5 separate regions of the Sus scrofa genome follow, and regions 1, 3, 4 and 5 are each linked to region 2. A link is a contact called in public Hi-C and HiChIP or PLAC-seq data. All regions are on one chromosome and are shown on one strand. The core of a region is the stretch at or near the end of the contact, and the rest is flanking DNA. Distances in the headings are between cores, read along the strand shown.

What was found. Hi-C and Micro-C count contacts between places; a contact is called where the count stands out from the background. HiChIP or PLAC-seq counts read pairs in DNA pulled down with a chosen protein or histone mark.
Region 1: a contact with region 2 is called in an H3K27ac HiChIP or PLAC-seq map of skeletal muscle. The contact joins the enhancer-like site here to the promoter of HES1 in region 2. A contact is called at or near these places in 13 of 47 Hi-C or Micro-C datasets (alveolar macrophages, embryonic fibroblasts, epiblast stem cells and 7 more) and 2 of 2 datasets of contacts at active chromatin or transcription factors (alveolar macrophages and skeletal muscle).
Region 3: a contact with region 2 is called in a Hi-C map of retroperitoneal adipose tissue, with 4 times the contacts expected there. The contact joins the enhancer-like site here to the promoter of HES1 in region 2. A contact is called at or near these places in 2 of 5 promoter capture datasets (fetal liver and liver), 22 of 47 Hi-C or Micro-C datasets (adipose tissue, alveolar macrophages, brain and 12 more) and 2 of 2 datasets of contacts at active chromatin or transcription factors (alveolar macrophages and skeletal muscle).
Region 4: a contact with region 2 is called in a Hi-C map of liver, with 11 times the contacts expected there. The contact joins the enhancer-like site here to the promoter of HES1 in region 2. A contact is called at or near these places in 1 of 5 promoter capture datasets (liver), 5 of 47 Hi-C or Micro-C datasets (embryonic fibroblasts, liver and skeletal muscle) and 2 of 2 datasets of contacts at active chromatin or transcription factors (alveolar macrophages and skeletal muscle).
Region 5: a contact with region 2 is called in an H3K27ac HiChIP or PLAC-seq map of skeletal muscle, with 6 times the contacts expected there. The contact joins the enhancer-like site here to the promoter of HES1 in region 2. A contact is called at or near these places in 5 of 47 Hi-C or Micro-C datasets (brain, embryonic fibroblasts, epiblast stem cells and 2 more) and 1 of 2 datasets of contacts at active chromatin or transcription factors (skeletal muscle).

The regions. Positions count from the first base shown.
Region 1 is chr13:130,999,161-131,001,860 of Sscrofa11.1, reverse strand. No RefSeq gene overlaps it. Among named protein-coding and RNA genes, the nearest start is that of HES1, 140 kb to the left of the region's middle. Within about 2 kb of position 1,255, at least 43 of the 83 cell types and tissues checked have an H3K27ac peak or open chromatin away from gene starts, as enhancers often do. A contact at or near this core is called in alveolar macrophages, epiblast stem cells, fetal liver and 4 more, where this site is marked.
Region 2 is chr13:131,134,528-131,137,227 of Sscrofa11.1, reverse strand. It overlaps HES1 (hes family bHLH transcription factor 1), which reads right to left and starts at 1,258. Exons shown (of 4, transcript NM_001195231.1): 1 at 1,144-1,258; 2 at 901-996; 3 at 560-647. The coding sequence starts at 1,251. LOC102164131 (a long non-coding RNA gene) reads left to right here and starts at 1,649. Exons shown (of 8, transcript XR_002337825.1): 1 at 1,649-2,700.
Region 3 is chr13:131,303,815-131,306,514 of Sscrofa11.1, reverse strand. No RefSeq gene overlaps it. Among named protein-coding and RNA genes, the nearest start is that of CPN2, 33 kb to the left of the region's middle. Within about 2 kb of position 1,409, at least 26 of the 83 cell types and tissues checked have an H3K27ac peak or open chromatin away from gene starts, as enhancers often do. A contact at or near this core is called in adipose tissue, fetal liver, liver and 4 more, where this site is marked.
Region 4 is chr13:130,958,938-130,961,637 of Sscrofa11.1, reverse strand. No RefSeq gene overlaps it. Among named protein-coding and RNA genes, the nearest start is that of HES1, 180 kb to the left of the region's middle. Within about 2 kb of position 1,372, at least 6 of the 83 cell types and tissues checked have an H3K27ac peak or open chromatin away from gene starts, as enhancers often do. A contact at or near this core is called in liver, where this site is marked.
Region 5 is chr13:130,903,862-130,906,561 of Sscrofa11.1, reverse strand. No RefSeq gene overlaps it. Among named protein-coding and RNA genes, the nearest start is that of HES1, 230 kb to the left of the region's middle. Within about 2 kb of position 1,326, at least 18 of the 83 cell types and tissues checked have an H3K27ac peak or open chromatin away from gene starts, as enhancers often do. A contact at or near this core is called in embryonic fibroblasts, fetal skeletal muscle and skeletal muscle, where this site is marked.

The DNA of each region.
Region 1 (2,700 bases), core at 6-2,505, 140 kb after region 2:
TTCTACAAACTAGGAAAGTTGGAGGACCTCTTAATGTATATTATTCACTCAGACAGACAGATGATGAAACCAGCAAGGGGCGGCTGCCTAGGGCCCAGAGCCAGGAGGTAGCAGAGCTGGACAAGAGACCTGGTCTTGTGACTGAGCCATGTGCTTCAGCTGCTCTGCACACCCTATCTTTCTGTCTTTGTTCATACTCAGGGAGTCTGCTGTCAAACTTCCATCTCCAAATTGTATTGTGGGTTAATGTGCACCACCCCCCACACTCAACCACCCCCGCCCCACTACACCCCCCCCCACCAACAGCCCCCACCCCCACCCCCCTGCAGCAAAATTTCAAGAACTTAAGAATGCAGATCAAAAGATCTGTGCCAACGGCATGTAAGGGACTTTTGAACACACTTTCACTGACGTGCAGGAGGCACCCTCGCTTCCTCTGCAGGCAGGACACTGCACAGACCCTAGTCCCCTGACCTCTAAATTCTTTGGGTGCCGGCCCAGCCTCGAATCCAGAGCCCCTCCTAGGACTTGGCCGAAGCCAGCTATGCATCCACACATGCGCGCGCCCAAGTCCACTTTTGTGGGAACCTGTTCTCATCACCTGCCACCAGAGACTTCAAGTCTCGCCTCTCCACTCCCGGTCCCGGCTCCAGCCCACCCGAAGTTGTGCAGGAGCCCAAGGGGATTTGTGCAAACAGGCACTGGCCCCAGTCGGAGCCAGGACCGAGGAGTTTGACCTGAGGCAAGAGGATAACCCAGGGCAACACACTTAACTCCCCGGACGAGGAGGGGTGGCCTGGTAGCCAGAAAGAAAACTCCTGTGCTTTTTTTTTTTTTTTAATTGAATCCATAAAACAAAAGGTGAGGGGGTTCTGGGGAGGGGAGGAACGCCTGATGATTTATGGCGCTGGTCTGGAGAGGAGGAGAGCCGGCAACTCTTTCCAAGTCGGCGGGCGGCGTGTGATTCATTTCCCCGGGGGCGGCGGGGCCGGCCGGGCGGGCGGGCGCAGGCAGCCTGGGGCCGCCGCACACCCCGCGCTCGTTTATTTACGGTGCTTTATCAGCGGCTGCGCGCGGCGATAAAGTTTATGAAAAGAGGCGGCGGCTCCGGCCGGCGGGCCGGCCTGTGCTCCTTTCCCACACTGATTAGGATCGGGCAGGGGTTTGGAAGCTGCAGTTAAGGATCGGGCGCCCGGAGCCGCGTCTCCCCCTTCCTGCCCCGCCCGCGCGCCCGCCGGCTGCCCGGCTGTTGCCCCGCGTGGGAGCCGAGGTCAGGGTTGCGGCCGCGGCCGTTCCTTGGCGGGGGAGGGCAGGACCGCCCCGCGGGGGAGGGAAAGGGAGCGCCCGGGGCCGCTGGCGAGGCCGAGAAAACTACTGTTGGAATGAATTTCTATTCGCACTGTCCCCGTGTCGAGATGGAAAAAGGGTGATAGGGATTTTTCTCTTCTGAAGGTGTGGCGGATTCTCATCCCGCCATTGACGTTTCTAAGCTCCTCGCCATCCATCTCTCGTCTCTCTTTGCATCTGGGCTTGACTCAATTTTTTTTTTTCCCTTTTCATGACCCTATTTTGTTCGTCCCTTGCGAAGGTAGTAATTGTACACCTCTTGCAGGACACCTCTAAGTATGAGGAGAGAGAGAAGCAGAGAGACAGGATGAGAGACTGGTTCAGAGATTAAGAGCCGTGTCCCTGACCCTCAAGATTCTCAAGGTCACAAGCACAGACCGTCCTGAAAGAGTTAGCAGGGCCGGGGGTGGGGAGGCTCGAAGTAGCAGACAATTAAAGCAGGCCACTAAGGCAGGGCTGCTTTAATGCCTTGGGGCATTACCTTGTTTAATCCTCTGGGAGGTTTTTGGAGGGAGGTCCCTGTACAATCATATTTTACAGATCGTAAAAGGAAGGTCCACAGAGGGCCAGTGACTTGCTTGAGACAACTCGGAAGTCAATGACTGAGCTGGGATTTGAACCCAGGCAGAAAGGTGCCAGAGCCTAGGTACCTGACTTCTGAGTTTCCCTGATGTTCTAGAACTGACAGGGAGCAGTGAGAGTGCAGTAGCCAGGACAGCCAGTCCTGCCTGGAAAAGACAGAGTGTCTTGTCCTGGGAAGGAGAGTGATGAGGGCTGGGGCTTGAAGAGTAGTTTTCATAAGACAGACTGGATAGCGAGAGGAAGGCACATTTAAACAGAAAGAACCTCTACAGGCAGTCCCAGGTACTCCAGGCCCAGCTCCTTTCACCTTCCGTTTTGTGTTCTTTCTCTAAGGAACGGGAGAGCAGCAGTGCAGAACCTCTATACTATGTGAAAACAAGGTCACCTTCCCAGGCCATTTCCTTGATCTGGAAAGTTCTATCTGCAGCTGCTGAAATCCTGCCAGCACTCAAGTCTTAACAGTGTCATCCCCTCCTGAAAGCTTCCTGGACTGCTCCTTATCTCACTGCCAATGACTAAAAGCAATCCTTCCTCCTCCTCTCCTCTCTCACTCTTGCTTGTACTCAGTAAAGCGCTTGGATTTGGGCTCCCTCTGTCTTTCCTACTAAAACGTGAGCTCCCAGGAGTTTCTGCTGTGGCACAGTGGAAATGAATCCCACTAGTAACCATGAGTTTGTGGGTTTGATCCCTGGCCTTGCTCAGTGGGTTAAGGATCCGGCATTGCTGTGAGCTGGGGTATAGGGCTCAGACACTGCTCGGATCCTGCGTTGC
Region 2 (2,700 bases), core at 9-2,508:
CCTCCCTGACCACCCGCCCGTAGAACTGCCTCTGGCTACTAGGATGGGCTTAGGAAAAAACAATCGCTTCTCCATCCTAGCTTGGCGACCAAAGCCGAGACGCTCCCTCTCTGCTCTCAGTCGCTCCATTTAAACCGATCTCAACCTCAGATCTGCCTCCCCCTAACCCCCGCGCGATTTGACCTTGGATAATGCCCTTCCCCCCTTCTCCACCACCAAGCCTTATTTTTCCTTCTGTAGTGGAGTGCTAAACCAGATGACCCCAGGCTCCGCGCAGCTTAAAGACCGCCACGCTTCTAAGTCTTTTCGCCCCCACCCGCTTCCCCCTGGCCAAGCCGCCCGCCGCCCTCGCCACTACAACCTCTCTCCCTCCCTTTCCGGAACAGTAACAACTTGGAGTTGTGGCTATAAATAAGCCCCAGACCGTGGGAACGCAAGAATGAGCCAAGGCAGTAAAATGTAGCTGAATGCCTCTCACAACCACGGGCGGAAGTCTGGAAGAAATCACCGCGGGGCGAGAGGGACGCCCGCAGAGGGGGACGCGGCCAGCCGCCCTCACCCGTCATCTGCGCCCGCTGCAGGTTCCGGAGGTGCTTCACTGTCATTTCCAGAATGTCCGCCTTCTCCAGCTTGGAATGCCTCGAGCTCTGCACAGAAAAGGAGGCAAGGGAGGAACGTGAGAGACTGCCAGCGGCCTCGGAGTGCTGGGGGTGGGGGGTCCCTCCTCTCCGCCGCGTCGCCAACATCCCCCAGACCCCGGGTAGAGTAGACCCAGCCCTCCCGCCTAAGGGAACGCAGTGCAGGCGGGGGAGATCTCGCTGACAAAGGGGTTTGGTTCTTAATACCAAAGAAATAGTATTTCAATTTTTTTAATTAAAAAAGGCAATATTACCCACTTACATCTTTTTTAAGAGCATCCAAAATCAGTGTTTTCAGCTGGCTCAGACTTTCATTTATTCTTGCTCTTCGTCTTTTCTCCATGATGGGCTTTGATGACTGTAAAAGGGGAGGGGGGAGGAAAAAGAGCCCTGAGTTCCCATGAGACTTGACATTTCACCCCAGGGTTTAAAGGGAGAAAGGAGCCCCCACCCATCCCGACTTAATCTCTTAGGGGCTGTGGAGAGATACAGGTATTGCCCTTACCTTTCTGTGCTCAGATGCTGTCTTTGGTTTATCCGGTGTCGTGTTGACACTGGCTGGGGTAGCAGCCACCGGGGACGAGGAATTTTTCTCCATTATATCAGCTGGCATTTTCTGTTTTTTTTTTTTTTTTTTTTTTTTTAATCCCTAGAGAATTTTATTTTTGGAGTTCTTCACACCAAAAAAAATTGTTTTGTTTATGTCTCTTTTACTTGAGACTTTCGCAAAGCTACTGAGCAAGTGCTGAAGGTTTATTATATCTTATGGCTACTTGGTGATCGGTAGCGCAATTCCAGGACCAAGGAGAGAGGTAGACGGGGGATTCCGCTGTTATCAGCACCAGCTCCCGGATCCAGTGTGATCCTCAGGCCCTGGCGGCCTCTATATATATCTGGGACTGCACGCGAACGGCTCGTGTGAAACTTCCCAAACTTTCTTTCCCACAGTAACTTTCAGCCAATGGGAGGAGGAGACACGCGGCACCGCTCGTGGACCGCGCCCCCCCATTGGCCGCCAGGCACAAGGCCTGGCGGCCAATGGCGCGCGCCTGAGCCCGGGGCACCAGAGGCTACAACGTCAATCAAAAGGATTTTAACCCTTTGTTACTCTCCCTACTGGGCTTTGCTTTAGAGAGGATTTTTCTGCATTGGGTTTGATCTACTCTAGTTTATTTCTTTGGAGGCTGGGGTCTTTGCTGCTTATTTCCATTCGCGTGTAATAGAGCTGCTTTGACACTAATAAGTTCACTTGAAATATATTTTTAAAAAGGTTTAGAAGGACAGGGATAAAAGATTATAATTGCATGGTTAAAAGAAAAAGGGGGAACATGTGCAAGGGTGTGACTTACAGAAACATCTAAGTGATTTCCCGCTCAGACTCCGCACATTCCGGGGGTGGGGGGTGAAAGTCGACCATGCAGAAAAAGGACAAAATTCCTTTCTGCATGCAGAAAAGGAAAAAGTGCCTCCATCTTACTTACATTTGCAGGTTTTTCAGAGCAAAGTGGTTTTTGATCCCCGCCCTCCACCCCTACCCCAGCCTGTCTCTCATTTCTGTTACGGAGTTGAGGCCTTGAACCTAGCGCTTCCCCAGGAAACAATCAGAATAATTTCCAACTGAGCAGAAAGGAAATGGAATTTCAAATGAAAGATGAACAAGGAGGGCTTTGATGGCAATGCCTCAGGGACGCGCGCGCGTCCTGGCCACCCTTTCCCTTTCCACCCGTGGGCTCTCAGTTTTGCTGCACATAGAGGTGGCGAGCCGAGTGGCAGCCGCTCCCTCCTTCTCGCCCCGCGAGCGACCAGGGCAACCTCGACACCCGTCGCGCGCGGGCCCTTTAAGAGCTACACCAGCCGAGCTGCAGTTTGACATCAGCCGGCCGGCGAGGGCGCGCCTGGAGCCGAAGCACGTGCCAGGATGTTTTATTGCCGCCGCGGCTGCGGCCGGGCCGGGAGGATGTGTGTGTGCGTGCGTGTGTGAGTGTGTGTGCGCGCGCCCCGGGGGCAGGGAGGCGGGGGGCGGCGGCGGGCGGCGGAGCGCGGGGGCTGGTTCCTGGTCCCC
Region 3 (2,700 bases), core at 160-2,659, 170 kb before region 2:
GATCTTCTGGGCTGCTGTGTGAGATTTCATCTGGAGAAAGGCTTTGTGGGTAAAATCAGCATGAACACCTCTGGTCTGGATGATGCCTGGTGACCCTTCTGACTTCGGCAGCTCACACCTCCAAGAGGAAGAGAGGAGGTCATTCTGAGAAGCAGGAAGCAGGCTTCATTCCTGCTCTGACCTTGACCCTGAGTGTCTGTTCCTAGTTCTTCCATTTCACAACCCTGCCCCTCCTGACCATGTGGGGTGGGCATTCCCTGCAGCCACAGAAGAAGAGAGAGACACAGATGGTCAACAGTGGGCAGGTGGCAGTGATCCAGGCCAGCCTAGATGGGGAAAACGAGGGAAGGGACTTGCTCAAGGTTACATAGCTGGTTCTCAACAGAGCCCGTCTCAAATGAATCCGTCAGAACTGCTGCTGGGTGCCAGGTTGGACACGCTTAGGCAGCGTTGAAGGTGTGATGGCTGGGTTCCAAGGGGAGCCAGTTGGCTTAATTTGGCGAATATTAGTCTCTCTTAGAATCCAGATGAGCAGACCCCTTGCCAGAGGCAGCTATCCTTCCAAGGTTCAGCCTGACCCTGGAGCAGCAGACACAGCAGGATGCTGGCTGGAAACAGCCACCCTAGGGCTCAGAGAGGAGTTCACCTGCCTGGTATGGGCCCCCTCAGGGGACTGAAGGCCAGGGAAGAGGTGTAGCAGATCAGGACGGATCAGGCACCTTCCAGCATAGCTTCTGAAAGTAAAGGGCTGAGCCCCAGATTGGATCTCAGAGAGTCTGGCAGGTGGGTGGCAGCCAAGGGGATCCAGGGAGCCGAGTGTTTGGGCCAGTTTCCCAGTTGCCTTGGCAGTGCATCTGGCCAGAGCCCAGTGGGAAGTCAGGGACTTAGGAAGCAGATGCTTGAGGAGGAGCAAGGGGATTCGAACTCTTGTCGTGTGGGTAAGAAATTAGGGCAGGGCAGGAGGGAGGACCCAGAGCCACTGGGCAGTTAGCAGAAGAGTGACCAGAGTAGAGTGGGACATAGGTTCAGGACTTTGACGTGTCCCCGCCACAGTTCTGTTTTCCGTGTTGACAGAGACTCTGACCCTACTCCACTGGGAGTGCCTCTTTCCCTCTCTTTGGGTTATGTAACATGTATCTGTGTGTGTGTGTGTGTGTGTGTGTGTGTGTGTGTGTGTGTGTGTGTAGACGTTTCCTGTTTTCTGGGTCTCTGCCTCCAATTCCTATCAGTTTCATAAAACCCAGAGAAAAAAGATTCTGTCTGTAACCTCAGTCGCCTATTCCAGGCTCACCATCAGGAAATCCTGTTCCCACCTTGCCCGAAGCCCTGTGCTGTAGTTTAAGTCCCTCCAGGTGGGGCTGGCAGGGTCCCTGGGACTTACTCCAAAGGCCCCAGGGAAACTGGCTGGGCTGTTTCCTGAGGAATGCTCGCTTCCACATTGCAGACTCCAAGCACGTGCCCTCTCCGCCTGAGGTCTTGAATGATGCTGCTTTTGGGGGCGGGTGGGGGGGGTGTGGTGGGGAGCCCAGCTAGTGATTTATTGTCTGTTTACTCTCAGAAAGCTCATGTTCATGCCTGCTGGTGGAAGGGTTGGAGGGATGGAGGGAGGGAGGGTGTGTCCTCTGAGTTGCAGAGGGAGCCAGCGGAATGACTTACCCCTGTCCCTGCCGGGTGGCCTGTTACCTTGTCCTCCCTGCCTCTCTCCACCTGATGAGAAGCAGAATGCACTTCTACCCCATTTGGGAGGCTTCAGGCACGTTTTCTGCTCTGAGGCCACTGAATGCAAAATGCTACCCAGATGACAGGGAAGGAGGAAAGAATGAGGCTGGGGGAGCAGTGCTCTGTGCCGAATCTGTACTGGATCTTCATGTGGCGTCACTAGGAAGGAGGTACTGCCTCCATGTCACAGATGAGAAAGCTGATGCTCAAAGAAAGCTGAGTCTAAAGTGTCTGAAGTCACATAGAAGTGAGCAGAGTTGGGATCCAACCTCTCGTCTGGCGAATAGCAACACTCATGCTTTTCCTCTCACCTGGGTTACTGCATTAGAACCTCATCCTCATTCAGTCTGTCCTTTTATTTTTATTTTTTATTTTTAAAAAATGATTTCCATTTTTTTCATTATAGCTGGTTTATAGTATTCTGTCAGTTTTTTACTGTACAGCAAGGTGACCCAGTCACACATAGATATATACACTCTTTTTTTCTCACATTATCATGCTCCATCATAAGTGACTAGATATAGTTCCCAGTGCTATACAGCAGGATCTCATTGCTTATCCATTACAAAGGCAATAGTTTGCATCTATTAACCCCAAATTCCCAGTCCATTCCACTCCCTCCCCCTCCCCCTTGGCAACCACAAGTCTGTTCTTCAAGTCCATGAGTTTCTTTTCTGTGGAAAGGTTCATTTGTGCGGTATATTAGATTCCATATATAATTGATATCATAATGTATTTGTCTTTCTCTTTCTGACTTACCTCACTCATGAGAGTCTCTAGTTCCATCCATGTTGCTGCAAATGGCATTATTTTGTTCTTTTTTATGGCTGAGTAATATTCCATTGTGTATATATACCACATCTTCTTAATCCATTGAAATGTCAATGGACATTTAGGTTGGGGTCCAATCTCTTATCTGGCTAATACCAACACTTGTGTTTCCTCTCACATGGGTCACTGCATTAGAACCACATCCTCATT
Region 4 (2,700 bases), core at 123-2,622, 180 kb after region 2:
CTTAACCCACTGAGTGAGGCCAGGGATCGAACCCACAACCTCATGGTTCCTAGTCGGATTCGTTCACCACTGAGCCACGATGGGAACTCCAGCAATTTTTAAATTCTTAAAAGCTAAAACAATGTAAGAAAATGCAGCCGTTCTTTTGGTGTTTTTTGTTTGTTTGTTTGCTTGTTTTGTTTTTTTTTTTCTCTTTTTGCCTCTCTGAGGCTGTGCCCATCAAAAAGAAGATATTCTGTAAATCTTTGCAGGTTAGTTGTTTGGAATGAATGCCCAGAAAATGCTGAAGAATATGTAAGGAGGCAAAGGGGAGTGACAGAGTCATTCACTATATTATTATTGCCTTCTTTGCTATTTATAAGATTTTTTTTTAAACCTGTGGCGTTATTTGCCTTGAAAGCCCAGTTTTTATTAACCATGGTCACATTTTCTCTCTCATCCCTCCTTCTAACCCTTGCTATCCATTCCCCCAACACTTCAAATTTATTGTCAAAAGGTGTTCCTTTAAAGACTTTTTAAAAGAAATGTAATTATCTATGGCTCAGTGTCACTTTGAAAGTGGTCCCTTGGTATTTTCTGGAGGCTGCAAAATATGTTTAATTTCCAAACCTTCTTGGAAGTCACCCAATAAATTCAGGCACGGAGGGCATGGTCAGAGTACAGGGTGTGTGAGGAGATCACTCTGCAAGTTGGCCGGTGTCGTTTATTATAGGCAATCCAGCAGGTGCGTAAATAACTCCTACTGGGAGGTTTTCCGCTCAGCTTCCCCAAATGGCTCCATTTCAACATCCAGCAGTGACGCTGTATTCTCAGAATTGGATTAGCTAAGCACTGGGCAAGGTAAAACCCACTAGCATGATCCAAAGGAAAGTTTGCTTCTACATCAATAGCACTAGTATGAAATAGACTTTTGTTGATTAAAAATGGTAGGATTCACCAGCTAATTGAAAAATCCAGTTCTTTGAAGTGCATGTGCACATTTCATGTTACATAGCTCAATTCTATGTACATTTCATGTTGGAAAGTTCAATTCCATGTATGCCATTTTTCAGCCCTTACTAAGAGTCGGACCTTATGCTGGTTTCTGTGGAGAATAAGGAGATGAGCTTGACCTGGCCTCGGCTTTGGTAGTTCACACATTTGTAGGAAGACAGTGGCAGATGTATCCCTCATCACAGAACAGACTGAGAAATTAGAAATGCAAGCAAAATGCTGTCGGGTTAGAAAGGAAAACTTAGAGATGCCTCTTGGTAGAGGAAGCATGAAAACTCGGCATTCTTGTATTCATTTTTTAACAGACAGTTATGGAATGCCAATGGGTTTCATGCCCTATTCCATGAACACTCTGAGAGGGCCAATTTTGGTTGTTTAATTATTTACAGAAGAATAAAGTTCAACAGGCAGAAAAGGGAAGGGGGGGCATTTCGGGCAGTAGGCGTTGAGTGGAAGCCTTGAGGCTACAGGGCAAGCCCAAGCCACGGGCAGGAGTTCTTTGTGGCTCTGATCCAGGATGTGTGTGTGGGACCGAAGGATGGCAGGGGCTGTAGTGAAGGAACAATTTTTTCCCAGGGGGTCTCAACCCTGAGATTCCCTGATTCTCCAGGCATCAGAATCACCTGGAGAGTGTGTTAAATTACAGATTGCTGGGTCCATTCCAGCGTTTCTGACTCAGGAGGTCTGGATTTGGGCCTGAGAATATGCATTTCCAACACATTTCCAGATGTTGCTGATGCGGGGACCACACTTTGAAGACCTCTACTTTATCCTGGTTTGCCCTGGATAAAACCTGTTAGTTGCTGACCCAAGAGCCATCCCATCATCCCGGCTGCCCCAGCCCTGAGTTGTTCTGGTAGCACAAAGAGTCTTTGATTTCAGTATTAGATTTCCTACCCCAGGGCCAGAAGATGATGATGATGAGCCTAAACCAATCACGGTAATCTCAGTTCCCTTGGCCATTGATTGATGTGAATGTGGGCAAGTACCTGCAGTGTCTAAAGACAGGTAAGGATAATCATCTAACAGCAACTCACAAAGAGAAGGGCTTCTGCCTTTTGCACTTACTTCCTAAATCTCTATATACTGTTGTAGTTACACTGGCCATCTTTGGACCAAGAGATGACAAGGATGAGGAAGAGAACCAATATGGCACGGATGTCATGGCAAAGATACAGAAATAACCGGGGTCCCCAAAGGCATCATTGAGCTGCATTCCCTGGACTGTCTACCTCAACCTGTCCTTGTGTGAGACAAATACACTCTTATTTGTTGAGGCTGTCATAATCCATTCTCTTGTTACTTGCAGCCAAACACACTCCTAACTGATCCAACCTGTTCTAATTCTGTGATGTGGGTGGCATGGGTGATATCAACATCATTTTAGAGATGAAGGCACTGAGGTTCAGAAAATGAAGGTGACGTAATATATAGTGATAGAGCTCAGATTCCGACTCAAGATTCCTGATTAAAAGTCCTTGGCATTTTGGCAACTCAAAACTACAATGTGGTATCATCTCATACCAGTTGAAATGGCCATTAGTAAAATGACCATAAATATTAAATGTCGGAGAGGGTATGGAGAAAAGGGAACCTTCCTACACTTTGGGGATGTAAATTGGTGCAGCCACTATGAAAAGCAGTATGGAGGTTCTTTAAAAATGTAAAAAATAGTGTTGCCATATGATCTAGCAATCTCATTCCTGG
Region 5 (2,700 bases), core at 77-2,576, 230 kb after region 2:
CCTGCAGCATATGGAAGTTCCCAGGCTAGGAGTCAGATTGGAGCTGCAGCTGCTGGTCCACACCACAGCCATGGCAACACCGCATTCCAGCCACATCTATGACCTACATCATAGCCTGTGGCAAGACCAGATCCTTAACCCACTGAGCAAAACCAGGGAATGAAACTGCATCCTTGCAGACTATGTCAGGTCTTTAACCTGCTGAGCCACAGTGGGAACTCCATGATAAACACATTTTAAATGTGAATTTCTGAACAGCCACCTCGGAAGTCTGTTTGGCAGTTTCTTTAAAAATTGAACATCCATCTACCCCATGGCCCACCAATTCTATTCCTAAGTATTTACTCTGGCGGAATGTATTTACATGACTTCTAGAGAGATATTCCTGGAAGTTTTTATTCATAATAGCTAAAAACTGGATACATCCCAGATGTCTGACTACAGGTGAATGGATGAACACCACATTACCGTATTTGCAGTACATCCATTTGATAAAATACTACTCAGAAAGAAAGAGAAAAAGGAATGTACTGTTGATGCATGCAACAACATGCATGAATTTCAGAACATACTGAGGGAAGGAAGCCAGACACAAAAGAGGGTACGTGATATGATTCCATGTGTATGAAGTTCTAGAATAGTGGCTCCCATCTGTGGTGGCAGAAACTGGATCAGTGGTTGATTGCTTCATGCTGCGTGTATGCATGTGCAGGGGCATTGACTAGGAGAGGGCGTGAAGGACACTTCTGGGGGTCCTAGACATGCCCTGTGTCTTGACTGGGGTCTGAGACACATGAGTGTATTCGTTTGTCAAGTCTGATCAAGCACTTAAGATCTGATTTTACTGCATTGATGTTATACTTTAAAAAAAAAAATGTTTTAAAATGAATTTCTAGCTGAAGTTCCCGTTGTGGCGCAGTGGTTAACGGATCCACTAGGAACCATGGGGTTGCGGGTTCGATCCCTGGCCTTGTTCAGTGGGTTAAGGATCCGGCGTTGCTGTTAGCTGTGGTGTAGGTCGCAGACATGGCTTGGATCCCACGTTGCTGTGGCTCTGGCGTAGGCCAGTGGCTACAGCTCCGATTCGACCCCTAGCCTGGGAATCTCTATATGCTGCAGGAGTGGCCCTAGAAAAAGGCAAAAAGACAAAAAAAAAAAAAAAAAAAAAAAGAATTTCAAGCCACACATAGGAGGGTGCAGTATCAACATTCTGTCTGGTTGAGAAGAGAGTGCGTGAGCCTGCACTGGCAGGCCACTAGAATGCGTCTGCAGTGGCGTGTCCTGGAATCCGGAGCTTGGGAAAGTGCTGTCTGTTCCCGCTGTGTCGATGGCGGGGCCGGCCAGCTTCCTGTGCAGGCTGCCAGCGCCTAGCTGTCAGGCTGAGCCCAACCACAGCTGCTTTAATAGCACGTTGGGAGGGCCATTTTCTCCGGGCCCTGCAGCCACATCCCAAGGACCAGCCATACCCCCAGGCCCACTTCCCCACCTTGGATTTTTCTCACCAGACAACCTTCTTTTCCTCACTCTCAGGTACTTTCCTGGGCCCAGACTGCACTTGCTGCCACTCAAGCTTCATGGGTGATAAACTCTGGCTTTCTAATATTCCAGGACTGCTCCACGGAGCCATTGCGGCAATCCTTTCTTAAACGTTTTTTTTTTTAAACTGCCATTTGCGTTTTGTTCATATTTCCTGCCAGATTGTCAAATCAGGTTCTCTCCAGATGCCAACATCTGGTATTAAATTGCAAGTCTGAATAATCTTCCAAAACAATGTTTTCTAAGAGCCAGGCAACTTCTTTTGTTCACGTTCTTCATCTGCTCAAATTGTATCATGTTCTCGCCTTGATTTCTCTGCTGAAATATATCTTTTGAGAGGTCAAGTCTCACCTGTTTAAGACAGGCCTAACCCTGGCATCAGGCCACAGGTTGCTTGGAGAGTATGGGACCTTTTAGGGGTTTTTAGGTTCTCTTTTACCTTTTGATGTTTAAAAATTAATAAATCTCAAAGCAAACTCTCCATCGAATAAGCAGTGAATGAATTCAGCTTTTCCCTTATTCTGATGTTTATATTTTCAGTTGGAAAATGAAATCTCTAAGATGCCAGACATGTGGTATCCAGACACGTCTGCCTGTTGGAATCTGGAGCTAGAGGTGGTTACAGAACGTTTCAGCTGCATGCAGTGCGTGCTCCGCAGCTGGGAATATGTTCCCAGGACGGAGAGGACCCACAGCTCCAAGCTTGCTTCCTGTTGCTTCTTTTACCATTGTAGAGACCTCTGTTCTTCTCCTGTGGGGTCAGGAAGTGGGGAAGCCCAGGCACGCAGCCAGCTTGGGATGGAAGGGTAAGCACTTGCCAAGGGGACAGAGATGCATTTCGGGCCCTAGGGCTGTCACTCCCACCAGGAGGGGGGTGGGGGTGGTGAGCCCTCCTCTCCTGCCTTCTGCTATCTTAGGCCTTAGATTGGAGCCATTGGTTTCAACCTCAATGTCTTTTGTGGGGCGGCTGAGGGGGACGGGGGTTGGTGGGGGACGGGGGTTGGTGGGGGACATGGAAGAAATGTCCTAGAGAGTGGGCTCCTGACCACCTCCTGCTTCTTCTGCAATCAGAGCAAGTTCCACCTTTTTTTTTTTTTTTTTTGCTTTTTAGGGCCGCACTTGCAGCATATGGAGGTTCCCAGGCTAGGAATCTAATCAGAGCTA